Regions from separate parts of the Gossypium hirsutum genome. Here all the other regions are linked to region 1. A link is a contact called in public Hi-C data. All regions are on one chromosome and are shown on one strand. Each heading gives the region's core, a stretch centred on a gene start, on an enhancer-like site or on the middle of the called end of the contact. The rest is flanking DNA. Distances are from core to core; before and after follow the strand shown.

Region 1 (4,967 bases), core at 1,661-4,160:
ATTCATTCCTTTCGTTTGTAGGTATCTGTTATGATTATGTCCTTAAAAGCTGCCAGTCTTGGGTTGAACATGGTTGCAGCTTGCCATGTACTTCTGCTTGATCTTTGGTGGAACCCTACGACTGAGGACCAGGCAATTGATAGGGCACATCGAATTGGGCAGACTCGCCCTGTAACTGTTTTACGATTAACTGTGAAAGATACAGTTGAGGATCGTATTTTGGCTCTTCAGGTAAGCTTTTCCCCACCCATGCAGGCACAATGGTCTGCTTTTCTCTTCGTGTTTAATTCCATAGCTTTGTCAAGCTGAAGAGTGTATTTGATGCTGATATGGTTGCTTGGTGCATAGAAAAGCATTGATGTATCTGATGCTGTTAATGGTCTTGACAAGTTAACTTTCAGTGTTATAAACATGGATAAAGCTGCCCATACACCACAGAGAAAATTTGAGCTTCGTGTGGGCTAAGCCTTGCCTGAATGCCTGAATGCTTATCGCATTATCTATCTAGCATAATCATAATTAAATATAGTTTAGAACTGAGCATTAAACTATTTTAAATTTGTGTATCACAAGTCCGGTCATATGGGCAGTGGTTGCTCTTGAAAGCCCTGGCGTGGATATAGTACAGCTAGTGGAAACCTCAATAGCTGTTGGGAATATATTCATGTTGAAACTAACTTGTGCTTGTTTAATGGCCGTATTAAAATGGCTTCCCAGCATCAATAGAACTTGCATGTTTACTTTCTCCAAGAACTTTATTTTCATTAAGGGTCTGCTTATTTTTTGTTTTCGTAATTGACAGCAAAAGAAGAGGAAGATGGTTGCATCAGCATTTGGGGAGGATGAAACCGGTGGGCGTCAGACTCGCCTCACGGTAGAAGACTTGGAATACTTGTTCATGGCATGATGTGTCACTTTTATAGCTACATCAGTAATTGGCATTAGCAAAACTGGCGGTGCTTAGACTTGCATCCCAAGGTCCTGTGCATTATGTTGGGGATGGACAGTCGGATCTCCCACTTCTTCCTGTAGAACACCATTTCACAACCCGTCTTCCCTGCCTAGCAGATGCTATGACAGGCAAGGGGCAAGGGGCAAGGGGCAAGGAGCAAGGGGCAAGGGGCAAGGGGCAAGGGTTTTTGAACACACACTGTTAATAGTATGAGAATTCTCATACCACATAGTCACAAAAGGAAAGTTAAATTTGTTTTGTTGGTCATTGATAGTTCTCAAACCTCACATCACCTATGACATTGTATATGGATATAGGGATAGGGCTCTTCCAAAGATGGTATAGGGTTGGAACTGGGCTATTCTTTTAGTTATGTAAATGATAGGTCCCCTATTTTTAATTTTCTTATTCTTTTCTAAGATACAGAAACTGAAATTTGTAGCATCATCGGTCATTTTGAGCATACTATTTATGGCCCTGCAGTGTATTCATTCATTAACGTCAAACCTTGATTATTGCGAATTAGAACCTTATGCTTTATCCCTGTACTAATTGTTACTTTCTTTTTTCAGAATACCCGAATATGATGATAGCACATCCCAATTCATAGGTCCAAATATATAAGTTTATTGAAATTGAATTACAAATCCTCATTAACATAATGTTGTTCCAATGAAACAGCATAAATTAAACCAGTTTAGATCTTTGTGTTACATCTATCACTCAACCAAGACAATATATCAGTACGAACAATCTCAATGTTTTCATCAGGTTCACCAAACAACAAGGAATGCCACATCCCTTCATAGATCTTCAAGGTCTTGTCTTGACTGGATGCTTCCTTGTACAAAGTCCGACTCACTTCCGGATCCGTGACAACATCTGCACTCCCATGGACTACTAGGAATGGGATACTTACATCACGCAGTTTTTCACTCAAAAGCTGAGTCACTCTCAAGAGTTCAACAACTGTCCCCAATCTGGGTTTCCCTCTGTATCTGACTGGGTTCTTGTTCCCAACAATCTTCTTTTCTTCTACTTTGATTGATTTGTGCAGAAGATCTTCGGTTGGTACAATGGCTAAAGTGGGCAAGAAATTGGAGATAAAAGTGAGGGCTTGAGGAATTGGCCATCTGGGTCTAACCTTGTCTGAGATTTTGCACATGGGTGCCACCAAAACAGCTCCTTGGAACCCATTTGGATCAGCAAAATGAACCAACAAACAAAGGGCACCACCCATTGATTCTCCATAAAGGAAACAAGGTAAAGCACCAAAGTTAGGATCTTGCTTGATGAGATTGAAGAAGGAGAGACAGTCTTGGACAACCAAATCAACATGTGGGACATAGCCTCTAAGGCCTTGAGACCTCCCATGGCCTTCCATGTCAAGGGCAAAGCAGGCAAACCCTTTCTGAGCAAGAAAGATTGATGTGGACTGGAAAGTCCAACTTATATCATTGCCATACCCATGGATCCCAAAGATGATGCCACGTGGAGGGCCAGAGAGTGGAAGCCATGATCTTGTGAAGAGAGAGAGGCCTCTTGTTGAAGTGTAGAACGATTTTGACCCTTTGATTCCTTGCAGCCTGTAATACTCTTCCTCTGAGATGTCGCCCCAGTAATGAAGGTTTTCTTCTTGTTCCACCATCCTTGGAGAAAAGATTGAGTAGATCAGATCGTTTTGGGCGTCTGCTTTTGATTGGTAAATAGTTTTGTGGCTGGTCCTTTAAAGAGGTTTCTTTACTCTTGGGTTGGACTAGTGGTTGAGTTGGGCTACCAAGACATAGACTTTCTTCCTCTTTGCACCTTCGGCTTCATCGTAGATTTGTGTAATTATACATTTTTTTTCTCATCTTTGTGATATTAAATGCTTGACTTAAAAATTGGTGCTAAACTATGTGTTTTTACTTAAATTCTTTGTTGTTACAAATAGTACTTAAAATACATTTTTTTCTTTTTCTCAGGGTGATATTCCTGCTAGTTCAACTTAGAAAAAGATAATTAACTAAAAATTATTATGTGACAAACAGAAAGACAAAAAGTGAACATTTTGAGCTTTATGATTGTGAATTTGTGATTAAAGGTTTTAAATCACCAGTTCTTTAATTAAATAAATTATTAAATATAAAAATAGGGAAAATTAATTCAACCACTCATATAATTAATTTTACTATATAAAAATAAAATATTTTTATTTATATTTAATTAAAAATTATATAAATATTAATATAAAACTATTTTTTTACCTTTTTTATTATAAACCATCAATCAAGCAGATTCACTTGAAATTGAAAAAGAGAAAAAAAAAAAAACCTAAACTCAACATAAGTGAGCAGGCTAATGAGACATGACGAATTTCCTGATTCGTGAACATTTATATATATTTTTTCTTAAAAGTAATTTTAGGGTTGAGGGTATGTACAATTTTAGTAATATCTTAATCCCCACCTCAAGATAATTTTATATTTTATTCGCATTAAATCTATTATTACAATCCAAGTTTGAATTCTATTTGGATAGCATTGCCCACCAAATATCTGAATTCACTAAATATCCAAGTTTAATATTCTTTTAAAAAATAGTTAAAAAAAAAGCATTTATAGAAAATTGAAAAAGTGAAGATGATATCTAAATATCTTATTTATAAAAGTAAAATAATGTTAAACAATTGATACATACAGTTTGATAATTATATCTGAATTAAATATTATTTATTCGAATCCATAAAAAAAAACTAACTTAATACTGAGAAATAAAAGTAAGAATTTTTAAAATTATAAACTTGGAACAAAACCGAAAAGAATGTAAAATAGGAGGGGTTTTTTTTAATTTAATTTTATTTAATATTTTGGATTTTTTTAACAAAAAAATTCGGTTCTGTTTTCAATTTCTCATATAATCTTCTGGGCTTTCTTGTACTTTGGTTTATTTTCTTTATTAATATTTTTGTTAATATATATTTCTTATGTCTTAATATTTTTTTATATTTTTATTTTTATAAATATTTCTTAATTATCATTAGTTAATGTTTTTGAGATTTTCAAAATGAGGTTAAATAAAAAAATTAAAATCCAATCGAATGGATTTTTGATTCAATATTTCAACCATTTATTCCTTTTCAATCATATTAGCTAGTTCTTGAGCTATGTTTCTTAAAAAAATACATTAATTGTTAAGATAAATTATATATATTTCCTAAGTCATGAAAATATGGTTGAAAATTTTATCAAACATTTTAAATGTATTTTCAGCACTTGCAAAAACTCAAAAACATATTCTATATGTGTTTCATAATGTTCCAAATGTTCTTTAGTCAATACCAAAGTATTTAAAAGCTACATAAAATGTTCTCAAAGGCATTTTGGTAGCTAAGTATCAATATTTGGGTTTTTACAAGTCATAGCTAACAACATTTTCTAAAAGGGCATGATATTGAGACTTACTAGGCAAGCCTTAAGACTTGGGTTTGCAAGTCTCGAGACTTAGCCTCTCAATGGTTACTTTTTATCTAAGTACTGATACCTCCTTGATAAATATCAAGACTTTAGTAGTAGAAATATTTTTTTTCATTCCAAAATTCATGCTTGCAACGGTTTCAAATTACCTCCAATGGCGATAAATGTCTACAAACTTATACTTTGGTATAAACACTCATCAAGAATACTTTAAGACTCAATAGAGACATATCCAAGCATCAAAGTCAAGAGAAAAACCTTAAATTCTTTGTTCTTTTATTTTCCCTTGTACATATCTCTTAAATCTTATTGTTAGATCTTTTATTGCCCTTGATATGTCATAATTTGATATGACAAATTAGACTTTCCCGATACATTTATGGAGCTTATTCTCAAGCAAAGTAGTGTCCTTTTTGAAGTTTTTCGTAGTTTTTAGGTTTTAAGTTAAAAAGTGTATATGTCTTGTTTTTACTCATTTTAAGACCCCAAATTGGCCAGTAGTGCCATTGGGGGCCTCAACTTATGGTTAACTTATGTAGGGACATGTTGGAGATTGAAAT
Region 2 (4,967 bases), core at 1,418-3,917, 700 kb after region 1:
ACAATGACACTTACTTAAACTAATTTACTTTGTTGGGTCAATTTTTGAACTTCAGATTTTTAACATCAACAATCTTCTCCTTATGCAAATCTCCTTATGAAAGCAATCTACTTGAAATTTAACTATGAAAACCTCTCCAACAAATGTCTTCATTTTATAGGAAACTCTAACATCAAATATGAAACATAATTTAAAAATATTGAAAAAGATTGGATATGACATGTCAAAAAAATGTTTCTAACAAAAAACATCTATTTGAAAAAGTTTTTAAAGATAACATTATTATTTGTCACGGAAAAGATGAGATAAGATGGATAAATTTTATCCCAAGAATTCTTGGATTTCAAAAATTTTATCCCGAAATTCTCGAGTTTAGGATTAGGGTCACGATTTTTAAAAACGTGCCATGGGAGACACGATTCAGTTGGGATAAAACCGCTCCTTACAAGAGGTAGTTTTGCCTTCTATCTCCAAAAAGGATTTATTTTCCTAATATTTGAAATACGGACCTAAAACTTTAAATTTTTTGTAAAATTTATATATATCCCTCATTAACCCAAAATTAAATTATAATTTATTATTGACATATTTGATCTAAAAAGGTATTTGTGCTCGAGTAGCTTAATTACTAATTAATTAATTTAATTATTTTTTATTTAGGATAAAATCATGAAGTTATCGAATGAATAAACTTGCTTAAGTGAATTAAGTGTTGTTAGATATTATTATATTTTAATTATTAATTATTTTTAATTTAATTTTATGATAAAATCAAGAAGTTAATTATCACATTAATTATGATTTTATCAAAATAATTAGGCGTTATTTTACTTCTTAAATTATTATTGTTTTTTAATAGGGACGTTAATCAACACATTAATCATTAACTTCCTAAAGTGCTTGTTTAATTATTCATATTAATCCCTGATAAATAAATTATTATTAAGATTTTATCTAAATAATTATTATTTAAATGTCAATTTAGTTTATTTCATTATTATGATTTTATGCAAATATTATTTTTAAATGTCAATTCTCTAATATAGTATAAAATAAATGGTATTTTTGTCTATTCAAAATTTTTTCCAAATTTGTAATTTTTTGAAGAGAAATTCATTAATTTATTCAATTAATAAGACCATACAATTCAAGGGAAAAAATAACAAACACCTATTGTACGTGCTAAAGGACAAGCTCTATCAACACAACAAAAACTTCAGCTTCAACATCAATAGAACATTATGGCACGTTGACAATCGGTTCTATCACAACTCAAGTACAACATATCACGAGTGATTGCAAACACTTAATACAATAAGGAAATCAACCTTAGATGGTCCAAAGCGGCGGGCATAAATCAACAAAAGAATTGAACATCCACCAAACTAGAGGGGACGGTGACAAAACCAACCCTAAAATTACTCGCAAAAATAAGACTACATGCATAAGCAAGACTAAAAAGCATTCTATAAGAATAGATAAAAACTTCTAAAAGTGAAAACTTATTAAATAATGGAAAAACAAACAAAAAAACAAAAACTTAAGATAACACGAGTCCAAACCGACTCATGAAATCATTTATCATTCTGAAATTCTCAAAATAGAAACAGATTAAGAAGTCAACGAAGAGCTACTCATTTTCTAAAAGAAATTGTCGGTGGTCGATAGTGTTTCAACTATTATAAGCACTGTTATCTATCCATCACAACTTGTAAAGACAACAAAGATACCCACAAAATAGAACTGCAAGCTGAAAAGAGAGAAGACGCATGGAGTGAATGTAAAGGAGAAAGAAAAAGAGGGTTGATGGGCAAGAGAAAAAGGTGGGCGATAACTAGCTCGGAGGCTAACACTGCCGCTAGGCAAAAACAAAAAGAAACAAATGATTTGGAGAAAAAAAATAAGGTTTCCCAAACTCTACTTTATATATATTATAGATAAAAAATTAAAATTAATAGATAATGAAATGTGCTTGTGTTATGAACTTGGACTTTAGTTGAGCTAGCCTCGTGGCGTTAATATTCAAGAGTTTTGAATAAATTTTTTCAATTGCATTGATAATTCAAGTTATGAATGATTCAAAGAATGCTTTTATTTATAGTGGAGCTCATCTTACATCAAAAGTACAAAGTAAATTATGTCAATGGTTTACATTTAAACCTATCTATAATTAAGGGCAGATTTAAGGAATAGGCAGAGTGAATTTGGTCCCCAAAAATGAAAATAATGTAATATGGTACCTTTATGAACAATGAAAATTTAAGTTAATATATAGTTAAAATTACATTTTAGTCTAAAAAAAAATTTGTTCAATCCATTTAAAAATGATGAAATTAAAAATTAATAAATAATAAAATTATATTTTAACTTATTAAAAATTTATAATTTAATTCCTATTTCCCGTTGATATAAAGTGATAAAAAAGTTGAACTCTATTACTCATAAAATATAAATTATTGGAGTGTTTGTTGAAGAGTTTGATTTCTTTCTTTTTAAATAGCGGCCCAACCGGGCCTAGGAAAATCTGGAACTTATATTTCGGTAAATACAAAGGTCCATTAAAAATTAGGCGGAATAAAATAGACAACTTCAAAGCCCAACTTCTCTCAAGTCCGACCATAACTATATAAAGGCCCAGCTTTTGTCACGTGCGATTATATCCACACGTGGGTATCCCTCGCTATATTTAGGCCTCCCTTTCATCTTCCCCATTTCCCACTCGCTCTCGAAATCAAAACCCTTGCCAATCCATTCCTCGGATTAAACAAAGAGAGATGACCGCTGAGATACTCCCCAACCAGAACGGCTCCGTCGTTTACAACGGAGATCTGAATAAGTCTAACTCTAACCCTAACCCCATCTCCAACCCTTCCGCCGCCTCCAAGAAGTCCCGCGAGAGCGAACGACGTCGTAGAAGGCGCAAGCAGAAGAAGAATAAGAGTAAGAATACCTCCCACCAAGAAAATGACGCCGCAGACGGTCCCGTTTCCGAAGCCGGTGACAGCGACGCTGCCGAAGATGAAAAGAAGAATTCCTATCAGCAGCAGGTATCCAGCTATTTTTCCTTCCCTTCTTTTTTGTTTTGAGGTTTCTATGTTTTTAGTGAATCGATTGTTTCGTCTGGTTTTTGCATGTCTTTGTGCATAATACAAGTTCTATAGTGACTTAAGAATTTTCGATTTTCTTTAGATGGAATAGAATTGAGTTTTTATTTTGGGTTTAACTGTAGTTTGAAAATTTTCTTATGGCTATTTTGTTATTGTTGTTTTCTTAAATTCAGCATATTTCACTCTAATCTTACATAATGTAAGTTGCATTTGTTTATAAGTAAACTAAGCATTTTCTTTTGTTTGACACTGTAGGTAATGGAAGAAGTTCAGGTAGAGTACGTTCCTGAAAAAGCTGAGTTAGATGATGGCATTGATGAGGAATTTAGGAAGGTTTTTGAAAAATTCAGCTTCTGGGAAGCTGCTGGTTCTGAGGTGAAATGAAATTCAGTTTTATATGATCAATTAATTTTCGAATTTCCTTGTTAGTTCTCTAAAGAAACTTGTAATTCTATTTGTACAGGAGACTGACAAGAAGGACGAGTCTCCCCAAGATGCTGATGCAAAGAAGGGGGCTGATTCTGATTCAGGAGAGGAGGAGCAGGATAATCAACAGAAAGAGAAAGGTGGCTTATCAAATAAGAAGAAGAAGGTTTTTGGTTTCTCCTTATATTTTCTGAGATTATTTGTGTTATTATATGTAGTTCATTTTGATGAGACTGAAACTGAAAATACTTGTTTTGATATTGTTGACAGCTGCAAAGGCGGATGAAAATTGCTGAGTTAAAACAGATTTGCTCAAGGCCTGATGTTGTAGAAGTATGTTTCTCTTACTGTTTATTTGATGTTTGCTTCTTTTCTTGTTCCTCTCTTGTTTGTTTTTAAACCAGTGTTAAAACAAATTTATATTCCAATGTTGAATCAGAGCACATTTGCTATGAATTTTTTATTTTTATTTTTTGAAATGAAGTTTTTTTCCCATGGCTATTAAGGGATCTTATTTTTCTAATCTTTTGTTATGAATTTTTTCATGAAATACTGTTGGAATATTGCGACTCAAATGGAGAATAATGTTCACTTCTGTTTTTATAACTCAATAGCTCATAATAGATATGATTATTTTGTCAGGTTTGGGATGCAACTGCTGCTGATCCCAAGTTGCTGGTGTTTTTGAAGGCATATCGAAACACTGTTCCTGTGCCAAGGCACTGGTCTCAGAAAAGGAAATATTTGCAGGTTAGTAATTCTTGCATCCATGACGATTAATATGGGTCAAATATGTGTTCATGGTTCATAGGCATAATCTTTAGTGAGTGATATAGGAAGACGGTGAGGGAAGATCAAGTCGATAAGGCTTCTCTTATATGCATATATGTGCTTCTTGCAGGGGAACAGCTGAGACAACCCTGGAGCCTGGACTTATAGGTGTTTTGCAGAAAGGACTCTTGATTGATTTCTCTTATATTATGACTGCTTTTTTGGTTGGGATATAGATATTTAATAAGGTCTCTGGTAGTAGCATAACTTGCATGCTAGATGGTGGGGGGTATTTGTTCATTGTTAAGGTGCTAATTAATCTGTTTTGGATTTTCAGATGCCTTTCCATTTGTGCTAAATGCTCGGGCTAGATCCATCTAAGATTTATTTATTTTAAGTGATTTGAGTTGGATACAGAAGCTTCCTAGCTGTTATTGTTAATAATTGTTATTATTTGGGTTTGTTAACTTCTGTAACTCATCGCCTTGTGGATCCTCTCTGTAGGGGAAGCGCGGTATTGAGAAGCAACCTTTTCAGCTTCCTGACTTCATTGCTGCAACAGGAATTGAAAAAATTAGACAGGTAAATTTAATTCATTATAATAGCAATTGTGTAACGTCTAGGAGTTAATGTCAGGAAAATCTATCTATTGCTATAAAGTAA
Region 3 (4,967 bases), core at 1,814-4,313, 550 kb after region 1:
TTACATTGCGTCCCAAAAGGTTACTCGAATACCACCTGGATACAGAAAAATATGGATATTTGAGAGGAGGATGATAATCAAATATTATATGGGTACTATAGAAACCCGAGGCATACGAAGGCAACATGTTCTATGTTGAGGGAAACTTTGGTACCTAAACGTCGATAGAATTATTTTCTTTTAGAGAATATATTTATTACAATAGTTTCATTATCTTGGTGTTCAAAATTTATTATTTCTTATTAACTTATGCATAACTCATTATAAAATGTAACAAAGACAAATATATTGTTGGAATGAAAATTTATGGTTTCTTTATTTATGTCATATATATTTACTTCGCAGTAGTAATAAAAAATTACATCAATCATGTCGTGGGGATAGAATGTGTGCCATAGGTCAGTAGACGACACTCGCAAGGAGGATTTCTATGTACAACCAGAGATGCGGGCCTATAAACTTCCTTACTGTATTGTCCTTATCATCATCGCCTTCACCCCCACCCTCTTGCTCATCTCTATCTTTATTATCGTCATCGTCATCGTGGTCATCTTCGTATTCGTCTTCATTTTTACCTTCATCTCCATATCATTCTTTCATGCTCAAGTAAGGTGTCGTCTTCGCCTCCAATCATGTATCATTCACTCTACCAACAAATTGTTGCGCTGATGACCCACCCCAATAAAAAAATGATGCTGGTGGTGTTTGTGTTATTATCGATGTGTAACTGTAAGGCGCCACAAAACCCGGATACACTGGCATTGACGTCGACATCAGGGTGTAGAATGTAAGAGACATCGGCGGTGCCCTAAAATATGTACTTGTGGGAAGAGAAAAATCGAGAACATGCAGTGGTTGTGTATAGTGCGATGCTTGTGAAAAGAACATGGGGTTAATGAAATGAACAAGAATAAGTAGAATGAACTGACCGGGATATTGCGTAGATATAGACAGTGCTTCTTCGAGCGGAATCGATGATGAACCCGCCGTGCGACCGCATTTGGCCTTACGTTGCTACTAGGGTGGTTGTCGTTGCCTCTTCTAGTGAAGTTGCCTACTCTTCACCTCCATTGATAGTAGATATGACTTATAGGCAACTCTGGACGACAACAAGTACTCCAAACAAGCCGCCGTGGCCACCAAGAAAAATGGTTTGCAGATGGGTAAGAAATCAATCATACGATCCCAAGCCTAGATGTAGTCCTTGTGCATCTCTCGCCAATTCTCGTCGTTCTTCCCCCACATGTTCACCTTGTACAACTTCTTTAAGTCTCGCGGTGCTGGTAGAATTTGTTGTCGATACCCAAATTGTAGCAGAAGCAGGCAACTACTGATTGACATCTTACCCGATTCTATGGCCCAATACAACTCCTGGTATAACGTAGCCAACACGGGTGATCCCAACTCAATTTTTTGCATTCTTTGAAGTCTACTAGGTGTAGTAGCCACCTTATGTGTACCAAAATTTGAGATTTATCGGGAATTAAAATGCCGTTGATTAATTGAAGAATGAATGATTGGGTGTATTGTTCTTTGACGACCTTAATCGCATCTATAAGAAGCTTATCAAAATTTTTTGCCAACCATTTCATCAATATTCGACCACTATCAAACTTGTCCGTGACCTTCCTTAATAATGCTGCACAAAGATCCTTTTTTATCGGGGATAATTGTTGTTACCGTAACGATCGGTCCATCCATCGGTAGATCGAGTTGTAACGCCACGTCCTCTAGTGTGATTGTACACTCGCCACATGGAAGATAGAAAGTATGTGTCTCAGGCCTCCATCTTTCCACCAACGCGCTGTGAGTCTATGGTCAAGTTTGCAGCCCTCGAACATATGAGATGTATGCAAGAATCCCGCCTATTGCAAGTAACCATGAATTTTAGTAATTGGAGGCTTTGACAAATTATGTATGAACGCCTCCAAAACATAGTCATCTGCTTATTTATAACAACAAAAAATTATTTTTATTTATAAAAAAATTAAATTTAACTTAATTGAAAATAACGAAAATTAAATTTTTGTGTTATCATTACTGCTTGAGCGACAGAAATGTGATTATGGTCGAAACGAATTAGAGAGGTTGTTATTAGTGAAAATTTAATTCGAACAAATAAAATACAGAATAATTAAAATTAATATTTTTAAAAGAGAATATCGAAAAATTTAGAACAAGAACTTGAGAAAATTGAGAAAGTTAGGAGATTAGAAAGAATTGAGAGAATATTATGTGAATGAAAAATAAACAAATTTGGGGGTATTTATAGGTAAACAAAAATGACCATTGTCCTTTTTTACCGTTGCACGACCAACATTCAAATGACCGTTGAGGGAAAACGTGTCCATCTGAGCACGCTTTCTGTTTCTCTTTTAAAAAATAACTTATTTCCCTAAATTTTTAAAAAAATAACTTATAACCTTAATTTAAAAAACGACATAATTACCTAATTTAGCCTACTATTAACTCAACACTCGTATATGTCACATATTCTGAAAAGTAACTTTTCGAAGGAACCTAAGAAATAATTAAACTTTTTTACAATATTCAAGAAAAAAAAACTTAGAAGTTGTAAAAGAAATCAAAATCAAAATTACAGAAAACTAAAACTTAAAAATATACTAAATTGTTCTTTAAATGTGAACTTTTTTAGTATTATTTATTAAGATTTTATATTTTATATTTTACATGACATGTCACTTTTAATATACTTTACTACATGTCAATTTTTCATTATAATCAAATCAATTACTAATAATTTTTGTTAATAAAAGAATATCTTTTTATAATTGAAAGCTCAATTGGATGTAATTTTTTTAATTGCTATATTTATTGGTTTTTATTGGGAGGTTGTTTGACCCTCAAGGGTTTATTTTTCTAATTTATACTTCATTAAATTAATTTTTGAAATGGATAAATTATTTTTATATTTAATATAAATATTAAAGAAAAATTCAATATATTTGGTGTCACGGCCCATCCACTCCTATTAGCGTCGGCCCTAGGTAATTTCCTCTCATTTCAGGACCAAACCGGACCCAAATCAAAATCCCAACCGGACCCAGATTTCTCTCTTCTAATTTGTCCTAAAACCTTTCTTTTCTTTTTCTCTCAGCTCCACCGTCCAAGAAAGAGAGAGAGACAGAAAGAGAAAGGGAGAGCTTCGTTTCATTTCAAAATCTCGATTTTTGTTTTCTTTTTTGCCCAAAATACCCTTATCTTTCTTCTCAATGCCATATCCAGGTTAAACGCCGCCACCTTAAAGAAATCTAGACTCCGAACAATGATCGTCCGAACCTACGGTCGCCGTAACCGTGGTTTAACCAGGACATTCTCCGACTCCCTAGACGACGACGTCTCCGACTCCCCTCCCTTGTCCCAAGAAACGTTGCCGTCTCAGGACATCTACGATTTCCCTTTCACTACCACCCAGGAATCCTCTTCCTTATGGCCGTCCTCTCAAGAATTCATCGACGACGACTACAAGAACCAAATAAAAGCGCCCGTTAAACCAACCCAAAGATGTTTCGAATTCGAAGATCCAAGAAACGGTGATGTTAGAAGATCCAAGAAACAGAAGCAAAACCAGAGCAAGAACGAGGTAGGGTATTCTTCTATGCCGTGGATTTCGCCGACTTCGAGTCTGATGGAGGCTCAAGAATTCGGGGAAATGATGGAGCACGTTGACGAGGTTAATTTCGCGCTTGATGGGTTAAAGAAAGGCCAGCCAGTGAGGATCAGAAGAGCGAGTCTTTTGTCTCTGCTTTCGATTTGCGCCACTGCCCAACAGAGGAGACTGTTGAGAACTCATGGGTATGTTGAAATTCTTGATGGTTTTTGGTTTTTAGGTTCTTTCGTTGAAATCTGTTGATATTGGCATCTGGGTAGTGTTAATTTAGGGTGGAATTTTGAAATTTTAATTTAAATTTGGTTATGAAATAACTTTGTTGATTCAAACGGATTAAGGTGCATTTTGCTTCTTTTTGGCCTTTTGTTTTAGACATGGGGGATAATATGGATTAGTAATTTTAGGGACGTTAAGCATATTTGAAATTTTGAATTCCCTTCTGGGAGTCTATAGACTATTCAACTATATTTGGCTTTCCGATAGAGTTAAAGGAAAGATAAATGTATCAAAGATTTGGGTCTTGGATGAAAACGTAGTTTATTAGAAATTGTAAAGGGTTGGCGGTCTTGCATTCCCTTTTGGGGATTGCGTAAGTTATTGATGTTTTTGATAGTTTATGGATAGAATTTGATTTTGTTATTAATTTAAAGAATTCCTTTGGTGGTTAGTTTGTGTTTCCAGTAGTATTAAGGACTGTTACATTCTGTTATATTTTTTTTCCTTACTAGAATGTGGTTCAATTACTTCGTCAGTTTTTTCTTTGTCTGTTTTGAAAAGTAGAAAGCTAAATAGGTAGATTTTCTAGGAGTGGATAGTTTTTTTAAAATAGGTAAAAATAAATTAAAGACCATAACATCCTTAATTTTATTTGATTCTTGAGTAACTGTTAGCTGAGTTGGAGTAACTTGACTCATGAAAACAACTTGGTAAGACATTATGTATGGTATAAAAAGTATAGGTGCCATTTCCTGCAGCCGTGTAATTTGTTAATCGTCTATTGTCTCTTTTTAGGGATTGTCAATTGATTTTTTTCAGCTTATTCAATCTTCATTTACTGGTTCAGTGCTTGTTTCACTCTAAAAGAATGTGAAGATAAAGATGGAGTGGTTTTCCTTTTAGACCAAACATACGCATGAATATCCTATTGTCTTCTGGAAGGAAGAATTACTGTGACGCTCTTTGTTGTCCTTACACTGGCTTTGCAAACATGTTCTTTTCAGGATGGAAAAAACAATAATTGATGCTATAATGGGGCTCAACTTTGATGACATCCCAAGCAACCTTGCTGCTGTGGCCCTTTTTTACGTGTTTACCAATGATGTACGTTTTTCAGCAG

The links. A called contact is a pair of places that touch in the nucleus more often than the background predicts.
Region 2: a Hi-C map of leaf shows a contact between it and region 1, with 3 times the contacts expected there. The contact joins the promoter of LOC107962985 here to the promoter of LOC107962287 in region 1. A contact is called at or near these places in 2 of 34 Hi-C or Micro-C datasets (both in leaf).
Region 3: a Hi-C map of leaf shows a contact between it and region 1, with 2.9 times the contacts expected there. The contact joins the promoter of LOC107962986 here to the promoter of LOC107962287 in region 1. A contact is called at or near these places in 11 of 34 Hi-C or Micro-C datasets (anther, callus, fibers and 3 more).

What each region holds. Positions count from the first base shown.
Region 1 is chrA06:91,202,519-91,207,485 of Gossypium_hirsutum_v2.1, reverse strand. It overlaps LOC107962287 (caffeoylshikimate esterase), which reads right to left and starts at 2,910. Exons shown (of 1, transcript XM_016898604.2): 1 at 1,560-2,910. The coding sequence starts at 2,600. The coding sequence ends at 1,650. It overlaps LOC107962286 (helicase-like transcription factor CHR28), which reads left to right. Exons shown (of 12, transcript XM_041115684.1): 11 at 22-231; 12 at 803-1,500. The coding sequence ends at 907.
Region 2 is chrA06:90,498,231-90,503,197 of Gossypium_hirsutum_v2.1, reverse strand. It overlaps LOC107962985 (splicing factor 3B subunit 2), which reads left to right and starts at 2,667. Exons shown (of 18, transcript XM_016899590.2): 1 at 2,667-3,047; 2 at 3,363-3,482; 3 at 3,571-3,699; 4 at 3,804-3,866; 5 at 4,176-4,283; 6 at 4,809-4,886. The coding sequence starts at 2,775.
Region 3 is chrA06:90,649,284-90,654,250 of Gossypium_hirsutum_v2.1, reverse strand. LOC107962986 (wings apart-like protein 1) reads left to right here and starts at 3,063. Exons shown (of 14, transcript XM_016899592.2): 1 at 3,063-3,816; 2 at 4,852-4,951. The coding sequence starts at 3,287.